Linked DNA regions of Mus musculus: all the other regions are linked to region 2. The links are chromatin contacts, called in public HiChIP or PLAC-seq and Micro-C maps. All regions are on one chromosome and are shown on one strand. The core of a region is the stretch at or near the end of the contact, and the rest is flanking DNA. Distances in the headings are between cores, read along the strand shown. Region 1 has its middle 4.2 kb from the start of Gm38494. Region 2 holds the start of Ubqln1 (ubiquilin 1). Region 3 has its middle 23 kb from the start of Gm38494. Region 4 overlaps Gm40966 (a long non-coding RNA gene).

Region 1 (2,700 bases), core at 16-2,515, 330 kb before region 2:
CACTAAGTAGCCTCATTGCAAGTTACTTAATGCTTCCAAGCCTAATGATCTGGCACAGGCAGACGCCGAGAACCATGGTAAAACATGATTCATGGCTGACAGACCTTTGGTGACGTTCACAAAGGTCAGGTTTAAGCTGTAGAAAGGAAAAAGCAGGCACATCCAGCTCCAGGGCCACCGGAAACAAGGAGCCTGCACAGATGGTGCTCAGCGGCAAGGCCCACAGCTGGCCACAAGAGGGCAGACTGACCCCAGGGAGGGCCATGCCATATAACTTCACAGGGAGCACCGCCTTTATCCTGGTCTTAGGCCTGACTGACATCTGACCCCCAAAATAACAAATTAATAACACCCCAACCAATATCGGGCCCCAAATCAAGTTGATGCCCCAAATCCTGTAAACACCATTCTTTTGTCTAATTGCCTGGCTCAGATGCGAGACAGTGGAACCCAACTACCAACCTTCACATTCGACTATGGTCTCATTCCAACACCAGTGACTAACCGCATGAATCCAGTTTTCCAGTGTAGGAAGGGATCCTGAAACTCTGAAAGCTTCAAGCCACTCTCTGAGATCCCCAGAACTCTCTTATTATGTATGTTTCCTCATAAAGAGGGGAAATATCTCCAAATGCGTTCTGGTTCCTACCAGTCTCCTCGCCCCAGAGCTGCCTTCCCCATTTCTTTCTCCGCAACGGCAAATACTTAAACATGAGGGAATTTAAACAACTTCTTAGCTTTCTACAGTCTTATAGAGCCGTGAGTTACTCTATAGTTAGATAGTAGCCTTATCTGTCGTTGTCGTCCCCGCCCCAGCCCCACCCCCGCAGCCCCCACCCCAAAGAAGAAACTGTTACAGCGGAGCAGATAAATGTGCCTAAAATGACTCAGCAAATTAGTTCAGAATGGATGCTCAGTTTTTTTTGTTTTTTTTTTTTTGTCTCTTGGGAACTTCAGTGGTCTATTTAACATGTCACAATTCTTTACCCTAAAGGCCAGAAAACCAGGGTTGGGGAAGGAAAAATGTCAGTGGCAGCTTGTGCTACGTGACAGTTTGTTGCCTCTGTGAGAGGCTGTGTGACAGACACCCTGTCCAAGGAGCGCTGTGGCTTCAGCAGAAGAAACACTCAAACCATAGAAAAAAGCCCCCAAGTGATCCAGCTTTAAGCCCTGCAGAAAAGGGCCTCAGATCACAGCCCTCACCTGGGTAATGAGAGACTCTGGACACCCTGAGGGCTCCTCTCCAACACGTGACTATAAAGTAAGACAGCTCTTACCCGACGGAGCAAGCCCATGGCCTCTAAATGAGCAGCCCCGGGGAAGCCACTGTGCAAAGAGAGAGGTTTCTCTGGGGATCTTCGCAGTTTGCATTCCTACCGCATACAGTTTTTATTTTCTTTTCTTAAAGATGTATTTTATTATATATAAATTCACTGTAACTGTCTTCAGACACACCAGAAGAAGGTATCAGATCTCATTACAGATGGTTGTGAGCCACCAAGTGGTTGCTGGGATTTGAACTCAAGACCTCTGGAAGAGTAGTCAGTGCTCTTAACCACTGAGCCATCTCTCCAGCCCCAGATCAGTTTTTAAAAAGCAATAAAGGGAGCTGTGTCCCAGTTGGCAGTAGCCAGCCCCTCCATGTCTGATCGACTGTGACAAGAGGACACTCTGGGGTCTGTGTGAGTTCTCTATGTGATGCACAGCAGTGGAATTATCTAGTGTTACGTTTTTCTGAATATGTCTGTCACTGGGACATATTATTGTACTGGGCATAAAAGTGAGTCACTGAGTCGATGCCATGTGGTTTAAACATCAGACCACACCATCTGGTAGAAAAGACTCACTCTTTACAGAGTCAGCCAGAAGAAATGTTTTTTTTAATCAATGTTTTCATTATTGACAGACACCAAACCTCACCACCTCTTGCTCTTAACCCTTTACATATACAGACGGGTTTCTCCTTGGTTTCCCAGATCTTGTCTAAATTTATCCGAAGAAAAAGCCACTTTTCTCAGATCAAATCCAATGACTTTACCAGACGTACAAAAACCCTGTGAGGTGCAAACTAATACATTTAACATCTTGATGTAGTGGCAACACAAAGGTCGCCATAATATCACCATGATAAATTGTCAATATAAACAGTATTGAATACCAGAGGATGTGATGCCAACCAACCATACAAGAGACAAGTAGAAGTGCCTCCCTGCAGAGTCATGTGTGTGCATGTGTGTGCACTCATGTGTGTATGTCTGCGTGTGTTTGTATGCATGTGTGTTCACTCATATGTGTGTGTGTGTATGTGGGCACATGCACTCCTGCATGTGTGTGTGCATGTGTGTACATGTATATATGTGCCGGGCAGTGGTGGCATATGCCTTTAATCCCAGCACTCGGGAGGCAGAGGCAGGTGGATTTCTGAGTTTGAGGCCAGCCTGATCTACAGAGTGAGTTTCAGGACACCAGGGCTACACAGAGAAACCCTGTCTTGAAAAACCACAAAACAAAAACAAAAACATGTATCCATGTACAGCAGTCACTGGCTAGAACACAGGACTCTCTGGCAGTTATGCCAAGGTGTAAATTTCATTTGCTGTTTGGGTGTGTCCAGGGAAAAATGTGTAGTCTGTTTATCCTTTACTCCATAATCTTAGCCCAAGGGATTTACCAGATAGCAGCAGCACTATCAAGATCCCG
Region 2 (2,911 bases), core at 20-2,519:
CAGCCTGGGTTAGTGCTTAGGGAGAATACAGCATGGAGGGAAACCATACAACAGGGGAACTAATAAAGTTGGAAAGATATATATATATGAAAATTCCAAAATCCTTGCTTGCCTAATGGGGGGAACTTTCTACCCCAAGTAACAATTTTCTCACACCTAGACATAACGCTTATAACTTCTTCCTGTGATTGAACAATGCTGGCAGAAATGTAAGTGATATCAAGTGACGCCGTATTGCCATTTTATACTTTGAAACTCTGACCCAGATTTCAAAGAGCTCTGCTAAGAAGTGTTTATGCAACCACAGTTAATCATAGAACAGGGTTCGATGGCCCAAGAGCAGAACTATGGAATGCCTTTGCATATTTGGGTCACGGTACACTGTCAAGAGTTCACATTTGTGCAATGCTGGTTAATATAAAGTGCTGGACTGTATTACACGTTATCTTTACGAATAAATGACGTGGGATCCATATGTGAAATAACTTATGTGTGCCTACATTATGCCGAAAATACTTTTTCAGCCATTATCTCTGATGCCACCTCAAGCCCGAGGTGTACAGTAACTTAATTGGACAGAATACAAAAGGCACACATCATCTAGGCTAACTCCTACCCGCTGGGCGGACAGTCCTAGGCATTCTGTTTCTGCCCCCACGCAGCTTGGAAGACAGACAATATGGGTTGCCCTATCTGACCAAACCGGTTTGACTCCAGGGAGGGAAGCTCAGGCCTCACTGAAACAGTGAGCACCTGTGGATGCATTGGTTGCTCACTGGCGTCTGTTTCGCGGTCCTTTAAAGACCTTTCTCCATGGGTTTAGCTTTCAAGCCCCGAGCACAAGACAAGGCAATCGCAACTCCTTCCACCCGGGCACCAACACTACGCTTATTAAAATAAAGTAGCTCGCCGCTATTTCATAAGCAGACGCCCACGGGGACCAGGTGGGGAGGATACCGGGACCGTGAGCAATGGGCCAGACGTTTCTAGCAATTTCGCTGGCCGTGACGTCATCTTAGCGCACCATCACGGTGCCTGGCAGAAACCCCGTTTGCATTTCTTTCAACGAAGAACGGGAGACGCGAAGTGGGTTAAGTTCTCCCGCCATGCCCAGCACTCCATCGACCTTGAGGAGCCCGCGCTTCGTCCGCCGGCTAGAAAAGGATCGAGCGCTGCCATGCATGAGTCGGCTCCTTGGCCAACGCGCTACCCGGCGTGCCTCGCGCGGCCGGCCGCCAGGAGTCGGCGCGGCTACCAGCGCGTTACCCAGAGTGCCCTGCGCGGCGCCGGCGACGAGCGTGGGGGAGGTGCGGGAGGAGGAAGCGGCGGCGACGCGGAGAGTCCCCGCGTCCACACGGCAGCCGATCGCCCACCCGGGGCCTGCACCCGCAGCCCGCGTCCACGCACCCTCGGCGGCCCCGCAGCCTGTCACGCCTCGCGGACCCGGCCGCAGCCCGCAGTGTCGCGCTCGCCTGAGTCACCGCCATGGCCGAGAGCGCAGAGAGCGGCGGCCCACCGGGCGCGCAGGACAGTGCGGCCGACGGCGGCCCCGCAGAGCCCAAGATCATGAAGGTCACGGTGAAGACGCCTAAAGAGAAGGAGGAGTTTGCCGTGCCCGAGAACAGCTCGGTCCAGCAGGTGAGGGCGCCGGCCGGGCAGCCGCCGCGTCGCTGACGGGGCGGGAAGGGCGGCCTGGCCGGGCGGCGGCCCCGGGCAGCTCCGGTCGGACCCCGCTGGGTTCCGCTGCGTGAGCTGTGCGGGGCCGGGCCGGGCGAGCCGCGCGGCCTGGGCTGGGCTGCGCCGCGGCCGCCGAGCTCCGGGCCCCGGGCCCCCACTTCTCACAAAGGGCCGGGCGCTGCGGGGCGGCTGGGCGCGGGCGGCGCTCGTCCTTTGGCCAGGCTGGGTGGGGGGTCATTGTTTCACCTGCCTGCTAATTGGGGAGATTTAGGAGTGAGAAGCACGTGGAGGGTTGGTTCTCGGTTTTGAATGCTGAACTCCTTCCCATCTTCGAGCCTCCTATATAAAAATTATGACGTGGAACTTGTTTTCAGTCGCATTGTGATAGCTCACGCCTGAAAGGAGAAAAGTAAATGACTTTGATTCATTGGCGACTTGCTGTTTCTGTTACAATACTTCCGTCATCGCTTAGCTGCCAGTCATCGGATAGGTTATTGTTTGATCTTTAGGGAGACGAGACAGACACCTAGCTGGGTCTTAGCAGTTGGTTGCAAGGAACCTGCAAGAAAGCACAGTAGGTGATAAGGGGAATTCTTATCAAGTAATTGCTTTAAAGTCTATTCAGGCAAACAAGCCTTGCAGTTAATTAAGAGCCTTGGGAGAACCAATCATGTATGTTTCAACACAGTCTAGGGCACTTGAATTGTTGACAGTATCAAACATTGTAAACAGTCTTATGCGAGGAAGCAAAGTATCAACCACTGGAATGTACTTTTAAGTTCTCTCAAGGTTTATCTAGTTCCAAAGGTGAGGTCGGGTTTTTCTGAAGCAGGAGGGTGTGTGGCACCATTGAGAGAAACTCTTGTTGATTGGATCATTACCATTGTTTGTTAACGCTGCTATAAAAAATTTTACCTTCTTTATATTCCCAGCAGGTCTGTATGTCACCCACAATTGACATTTTCCAGCCTTTTCTGCATCATGCATCTCTTATTTCTAAAAATACACTTTAAAGTTGTAAATATCAGTATTACCCTTATAAGGTCGGCAAGCAGCATGGGTGTTAGTGGCTTGAGAACAACTTTTTTTGAAAAATGGTATTCCACTTATGTTTGAGGTGCGATGATGGGACATGGTTGCCTTTGCTGGTTTTTGCAGACCCGTCTACACCTGTGTCAGCCAAGCACGTGACAGCTGAAGTCTGTTACAGTTGACGGCACACTTTTCGTCTTCC
Region 3 (2,730 bases), core at 59-2,558, 310 kb before region 2:
TCTGGAGGCGTCGAGAAGGAGAAGGTTCTCTTCCGCATTGGGTGGATCTTGAGAATAAGATCTCAAAGCCCTCCCCAACAATGACACACTTACTCCAACAAGGCTACACCTACTTCAACATTACCACACCTTCTAATAGTGCCATTCCCTGGACCACATATTCAAACCACCACAGGGGTAATCATCTAGTAATCATGCTAAAGCTGGTTAAATAAATTGATAAGAAGCTGCCTCAATTATTGAGGGCTGGCCAGGTCATAAGATTAACTAACAGAGTTATTAAATGTTCTACAACATCACAAGTCTTTTAACGGGAGGCTCATTTGCACTTGTAAGTTGCTGATTGCCCCTAAGTAACTTCTTTATGGGAAGCTCAAAGCTCAGTGGTTAAGACCATGCACTGCTAGTTTCCAGTACTTAAGTGTGGTGGGTACAACAAACTGTAACTCCAGCTTCAGGGGATAGTACACCCTCTTCTGGCCCCTGTGGGCACTGCACACAGGTACACACGTGCAGACACACATAATTAAAAATAAAATCTTAAAATTGGAAAAAGAGCAGGAAGCACTGAGCTGCTAGGGCTAGAGATGTGAAGGTTGGGACATCAGGTACTTATGATGCTTCTCCGAGTCCTAGGTCTGACCATCCTGCTCTCCTGCCTCCCTATCAGAAGGTCAGCTGGGCATCAGGGAGCTTGGCCCTGACGGACCCTCCTCTTTGCAACATCATGGCTGGATCCTAACCTCCTGCCCCAGAACTTAGATAAGGAAAATAATTGTGAAACAAAGATAGCAGAAGACCCTTGAGAGGAGGTTTATTTCGGCTTATTGGTCCAGGTCACAATTCATCACTGAGAAACTCCAGCCAGAAAGTGAACCAGAGGCCATGGAGGAATGTGGCTTATTGGCAGCTCCACACACACACACACACACACAGCCCAGTCTGATGGAGGTGTTCATTAGTTGATGGTCCCCTCTTCCCAGGTGGCATTAGCTCAGGTCGAGTTGACAAAAGCACAGACCAGACCAGACTAGCTCACCAGCACAGAGCAACCTCATCCGAGTGCCTGAGTCTTTGTCTTCTGTTTTGTGCTATCTGAGAGCAGAGATGGAACACTCAGGTCTCAGACTGGAAGCACCTTGATTAGTGACTGGAGACTAAGAAAGGCTGCTAAATCTCTCTCTTCTCTGTTTAGTACCACTGAGGAGTTAAACAGCCATATCCCTCCCAGTAGGTCGCTAGGTCGTACAGGATAGACTCTGTGTCCCTCAGGCTGGGAATGTGTTGTGCTTCTCACCCTTCACTAATGTGCCAACGAGGAATAGAGCAAGCTTATCACTGTTTGTTAAGTTTGTCTCATTAACACATGCACGGGGTGGGGGTGGGAGGACTAAGGAAAGACCGAGATAGGACAACCGCCCATAAGCTCCCAGGAAAAGACTACTGTGCGTGCAGGATCAGAAATATTGTGCATTTCAACACAAACGTACCCAATAATGGAGCTTTTTTAACTTTCTGAAACTCACGTTCATCAGGGTTCCCACTCCATAGGGCAGTGGTGACTGAGGTTAGATCTGGGCTAAATCTCTCTTATGTCTACTGCCGCCCAGCATAGACACAAACCCCGATCCTCCCCACTCAGGCCCTCTGATCTTCTTTCTCCTCTGCAAAGAGCTCCCAACCCCTCTGAGGCTGAGCTCCTCACCCCTCACCCTCTCGTGCACTCTCGACTCTCACCTGACTTTAACGTTGGGAAGCAGGGTAGAGCTGATAAGAGGCGAATTTACCAAGATGTCCATCAAAAGCACGTGCCGGGTGTCCTGGCCCCTGCCACAGCCCACCCCTTTTCATTGCGAATCAGTTGGCAGCACGTGTGCAGGTCTCAGGTTTCTGGTAGAGGGCTCCCTTCTCCGACAGAGCTTTCCTGCCCAGGGTGTTAAGGAACTGCTCATGTGGCCCGCCCCCTTAGGAAAATCCTCCCTGCTTCTTTCGTCTTACTCCTTCTAACTCTGCCCTTCACCCTGGCGCTGACACCATCTCTCCATCTCCCTCCTAAATAGCCCCTTGCCGGGGTTTGCAGCTCTCTCGCTTGTCTGTATGCATCCTGCCTGGGTCCACAGCTCACCAGTGCTTTCTGAGCAAGCCTCGGGCTTCTCCACGCCCTTCTTGATGGCACCTCCCCAGTGATGTTTCCTCCAATTCCAAGTGGAGGGGGCCAATCTGAGGAGGCCCAGCTGACATCTTAGGCTCCCAGGATCACCTGACTTTGCACTAGTATTTTTTCCATGTCACAGTCACTTGGAGGCCAGGGTCAGTGCGGCAGCTCCTAAGTGTGCTGCCCACCTCTGGGTACCACACAAGCTTAGAAACTGCCTGAGGGACCCACGGCAGCAGGTCAGTCATAAATACCTCAGTCTGTGGCTGCCCTCGGGGGTGTAGTATGCAGACAGTCACACAGCCGCGGACCAGAGAAAAGTCCTTTGCAGTTTTGAGTCTAGTTGGGGATGTTTTATGAGTCACAGAGACGGAGATGGACAGACCCTCTTGGGAGTTGTACACTCGGAGACAATAGCGGTTTCCTCTAGGACTTCCGAAACTCAAAAGCAGTCCCCAATGCTAGCAAGATTGTCACAGAAACAGAAGCTCTGCTTACCAGCAATCATGGACAAACTACTTCTGTCTCCAGCTGTGATACCAGAGGCATAGACTGACCCCATGCTCACCTGACTT
Region 4 (2,700 bases), core at 130-2,629, 260 kb before region 2:
AATATATACACAGTCAAAGGGGATTTATTAAATGGACCTATATGATATGATCCAGGTAGTCCATCCATGGCTGCCTCACACCTGGGAGCTGGGACCTCTCCCTCTGCTGCTCTGTAAGGGTGTGGATGGCCTCAAGGCCCACTCAGATCATCTCCCCCATCAAAATCCTAACTTGTCACACCTGTAAGTCCCTTACTTCTTAGAGGACAACCTACGGTTCAGGCATTAGACCAACCAATGTGGACGGGAGAAGGGTCCTTTCTTAGCCTTCTGTACTACGTGTGAATTAAATCTCAACAAAGCCTCTTTCCCAATTGGAAAAAAAATGTAAATAAATAAAAATATACACAAAACATATTTGTGTTATAAACTTTCAAGAGACAGTGAAAGATGGCAAATGATTTGCCTATAAATTTTGCTATCTTGATTTGAATAAACCAACAACAAAAGGACATTTTGGAGACAAAGAAAGCCGACATGGGCTGGGTTTGTAAATAACCCTGAGAACTTATTTTTGAGGTAGGAGTACAGAGGGTAGGGTGTTTAGATCCTCTTGGCTAGAATGTCTGCAGGACCTGCTGTCTGTGGTAGCCTTCAGATTCTGGCAAAGGAGGGAGATCATGCTGAATAGGGTCTGGAAGTGAGCCAGCGGTGTGCCAGCGGTGAGCCAGTGGTGAGCCAGCGGGCACAGGCAGGACTGGCCAGGCTGGAGAAGGTTCATCTCTTCATTCTTATAGATTTGAACTTTGTGTGTGTGTGTGTGTGTGTGTGTGTGCGCGCGCGCGCGCGCGCGCGTGCATATGAGCAAATACATTACATTTATGGAAACAAGTTTAATTTTCTGAATTCTGAAAAACATTTATATGTTAGCTTTAAGAAAATACAAGATCTTCCCTGATATTTTCATAACACAATTCTAACATTTAAAAAGTTTTTTTTAAAGGACTTTTAGAAATGCACTCAGTTTCCCTCTGGTCTTACCCCAAATCTCTTCAATTAACGCCATTTTCTGTATGCATGACATAGCGGGGTGGTGAGGCTTTTCCCTAAAGAAATTGATTTTTCCCCCCAAAGAGTAGATAAATAAGGGCTTTCAAATGTCTCATTTCCAAAAGTACTCCGGGCTCTCGCTCTCTCTTCAGCATTTTTTAAAGCGCTTTTAGAAAGCGCAATCTTGAGATTGAATCAGCCGCTGCACCTGCAGCCCCGGCTTCAAGTGCCCCACTGTTTAGGAAGAAGCCCCGCACACTTGCCCTTTGTATCGCTTTTGTTTCCAAAAGAAAAAGTCAAATCTACCGCAGTCTTCCTCTAAACGGAAAATAAAAGGCTTGAGGGCAGCCACAGAACAGGGCAGGGCGGAAGGGGACCTTTGGCGGAGCAGACACCGGCGGTTAGCATCTATGGCTGCGGTCAGGCAAGAACTTGGCTGTGAGCGCCTGAAGAGGAGTTGTCTGAACCCGAAGAAGGTTCGCGGGCTGGGGTGTGCAGCTCTTTCGCAGCCAAGGATTCACAACGTCCTTCCAAATCCCCAGACCTACCCCACAAGTGGAAGAGTTGCTTATTTTGAATTTGGTCTGACTCTTTTGTTATCTATTGAGGTTGTAAAGACTTGTAAATGTACACATTTTCAAAGAGCCCGGGGAGGTGTCTACGAAACAAGGCTTTCTGAGTCTCAAACCTAGTGCTCCCCCACACAGAAACAGACGCCCGTGGCGCTTTCTTTTTATATCTTTTGGTAGTTTTGGTTCGTTTGGTTTCATTTTTTTTTTAATTGTGTATGCGTGTGAGTGTGGACATGTCAAGTCCCCTGGTGCTCATGTGGAGGTCAGAGCACACCTTCCAGCTATTAGTTGACTTTGAGTATCACTATAGTTATCTTGTCTTCTTTTTTTTCTTATGTTATAGATTATCATTTTATTTAAGAGAAAATTCAAGATTCAACCCACTTAAAAAGAAACAAACAAACAAAAAAAAATTCGCCCGCTTGTAGAAAGACTCCTGGCATCACCACTGGCCTTTAGGATACCAATGCAATACATTCCAGAGACTAGCCTTTTTTTTTTTTTTTTTTTTTTTTCCTGTAAGTGTCTTAGCTCCACATTGTGAACATTAGAGAAGATCAACAATCCAGACTTAAATCGAATAGCTTTGCTTGCATTGCAGATGCTGCGTCCCTTCTTCAGTGGCTTGGCAATCAGCGGCCGGGTACTGCTCTGAAGAATTCAATCAAATTGGCATTGAAGACCTGTCAGTCATCACCATTAGGAACGCGGAAGCTGCAAAAGTGGAGCTGGGGGAGGGGGGGGGGGCCGGCTGGCTGTCAGTGTAGCTTTCTCAAATTAGCCTAAGCTTCTTCAGTGCTACCTTTTCTGGGCCACACAACTTTCTTCGTGGCTTTCAGGGTCAATCTCTAGTGACCCACTTTCTCCTCCGAGGTGGTGCCTCCTCAAAGTTCCTCAGCGTTCTGAAACCACCAGGTGGGAAATGCAGTTCAGAGGTTTATAAAGTCCGCTGTGGGCATGGCGGAAAGCATGGCAGGACTCCGACAGTCGTGGTGCTGAGGAGCCAGCTGAGAGTTCTACATCTGGATCCACAGGCAGCAGGAAGAGAGCACCTCTTTGTGTTTATTCAAGTGTTAAGTCTATGTATTTCCCAATACAGATATAAACTACTTGTTTTTAAAGATTTGTTTATTTCCTG

What was found. Hi-C and Micro-C count contacts between places; a contact is called where the count stands out from the background. HiChIP or PLAC-seq counts read pairs in DNA pulled down with a chosen protein or histone mark.
Region 1: a contact with region 2 is called in a Micro-C map of the G1E-ER4 cell line. The contact joins the enhancer-like site here to the promoter of Ubqln1 in region 2. A contact is called at or near these places in 6 of 39 promoter capture datasets (the 3T3-L1 cell line, 3T3-L1-derived adipocytes, the C10 cell line and 2 more), 1 of 484 Hi-C or Micro-C datasets (the G1E-ER4 cell line), 27 of 115 datasets of contacts at active chromatin or transcription factors (the 230-238 cell line, T-cell acute lymphoblastic leukemia, astrocytes and 17 more) and 2 of 9 other capture datasets (adipose tissue and liver).
Region 3: a contact with region 2 is called in an H3K4me3 HiChIP or PLAC-seq map of fetal liver, with 3 times the contacts expected there. The contact joins the enhancer-like site here to the promoter of Ubqln1 in region 2. A contact is called at or near these places in 3 of 39 promoter capture datasets (the 3T3-L1 cell line and embryonic stem cells), 11 of 115 datasets of contacts at active chromatin or transcription factors (bone marrow-derived macrophages, embryonic brain, embryonic stem cells and 6 more) and 3 of 9 other capture datasets (adipose tissue, embryonic stem cells and liver).
Region 4: an H3K4me3 HiChIP or PLAC-seq map of embryonic stem cells shows a contact between it and region 2, with 18 times the contacts expected there. The contact joins the enhancer-like site here to the promoter of Ubqln1 in region 2. A contact is called at or near these places in 1 of 484 Hi-C or Micro-C datasets (embryonic stem cells) and 9 of 115 datasets of contacts at active chromatin or transcription factors (bone marrow-derived macrophages, embryonic stem cells, extraembryonic endoderm stem cells and 2 more).

The regions. Positions count from the first base shown.
Region 1 is chr13:58,540,901-58,543,600 of GRCm38.p6, reverse strand. No RefSeq gene overlaps it. Among named protein-coding and RNA genes, the nearest start is that of Gm38494, 4.2 kb to the left of the region's middle. Within about 2 kb of position 1,265, at least 23 of the 459 cell types and tissues checked have an H3K27ac peak or open chromatin away from gene starts, as enhancers often do. A contact at or near this core is called in the G1E-ER4 cell line and trophoblast stem cells, where this site is marked.
Region 2 is chr13:58,214,011-58,216,921 of GRCm38.p6, reverse strand. Ubqln1 (ubiquilin 1) reads left to right here and starts at 1,269. Exons shown (of 11, transcript NM_026842.4): 1 at 1,269-1,638. The coding sequence starts at 1,486.
Region 3 is chr13:58,522,504-58,525,233 of GRCm38.p6, reverse strand. No RefSeq gene overlaps it. Among named protein-coding and RNA genes, the nearest start is that of Gm38494, 23 kb to the left of the region's middle. Within about 2 kb of position 1,308, at least 36 of the 459 cell types and tissues checked have an H3K27ac peak or open chromatin away from gene starts, as enhancers often do. A contact at or near this core is called in fetal liver, where this site is marked.
Region 4 is chr13:58,470,605-58,473,304 of GRCm38.p6, reverse strand. Gm40966 (a long non-coding RNA gene) reads left to right here. Exons shown (of 3, transcript XR_873533.2): 3 at 2,164-2,677. Among named protein-coding and RNA genes, the nearest start is that of Gm40966, 5.5 kb to the left of the region's middle. Within about 2 kb of position 1,379, at least 66 of the 459 cell types and tissues checked have an H3K27ac peak or open chromatin away from gene starts, as enhancers often do. A contact at or near this core is called in bone marrow-derived macrophages, embryonic stem cells and stem cell-derived neural progenitor cells, where this site is marked.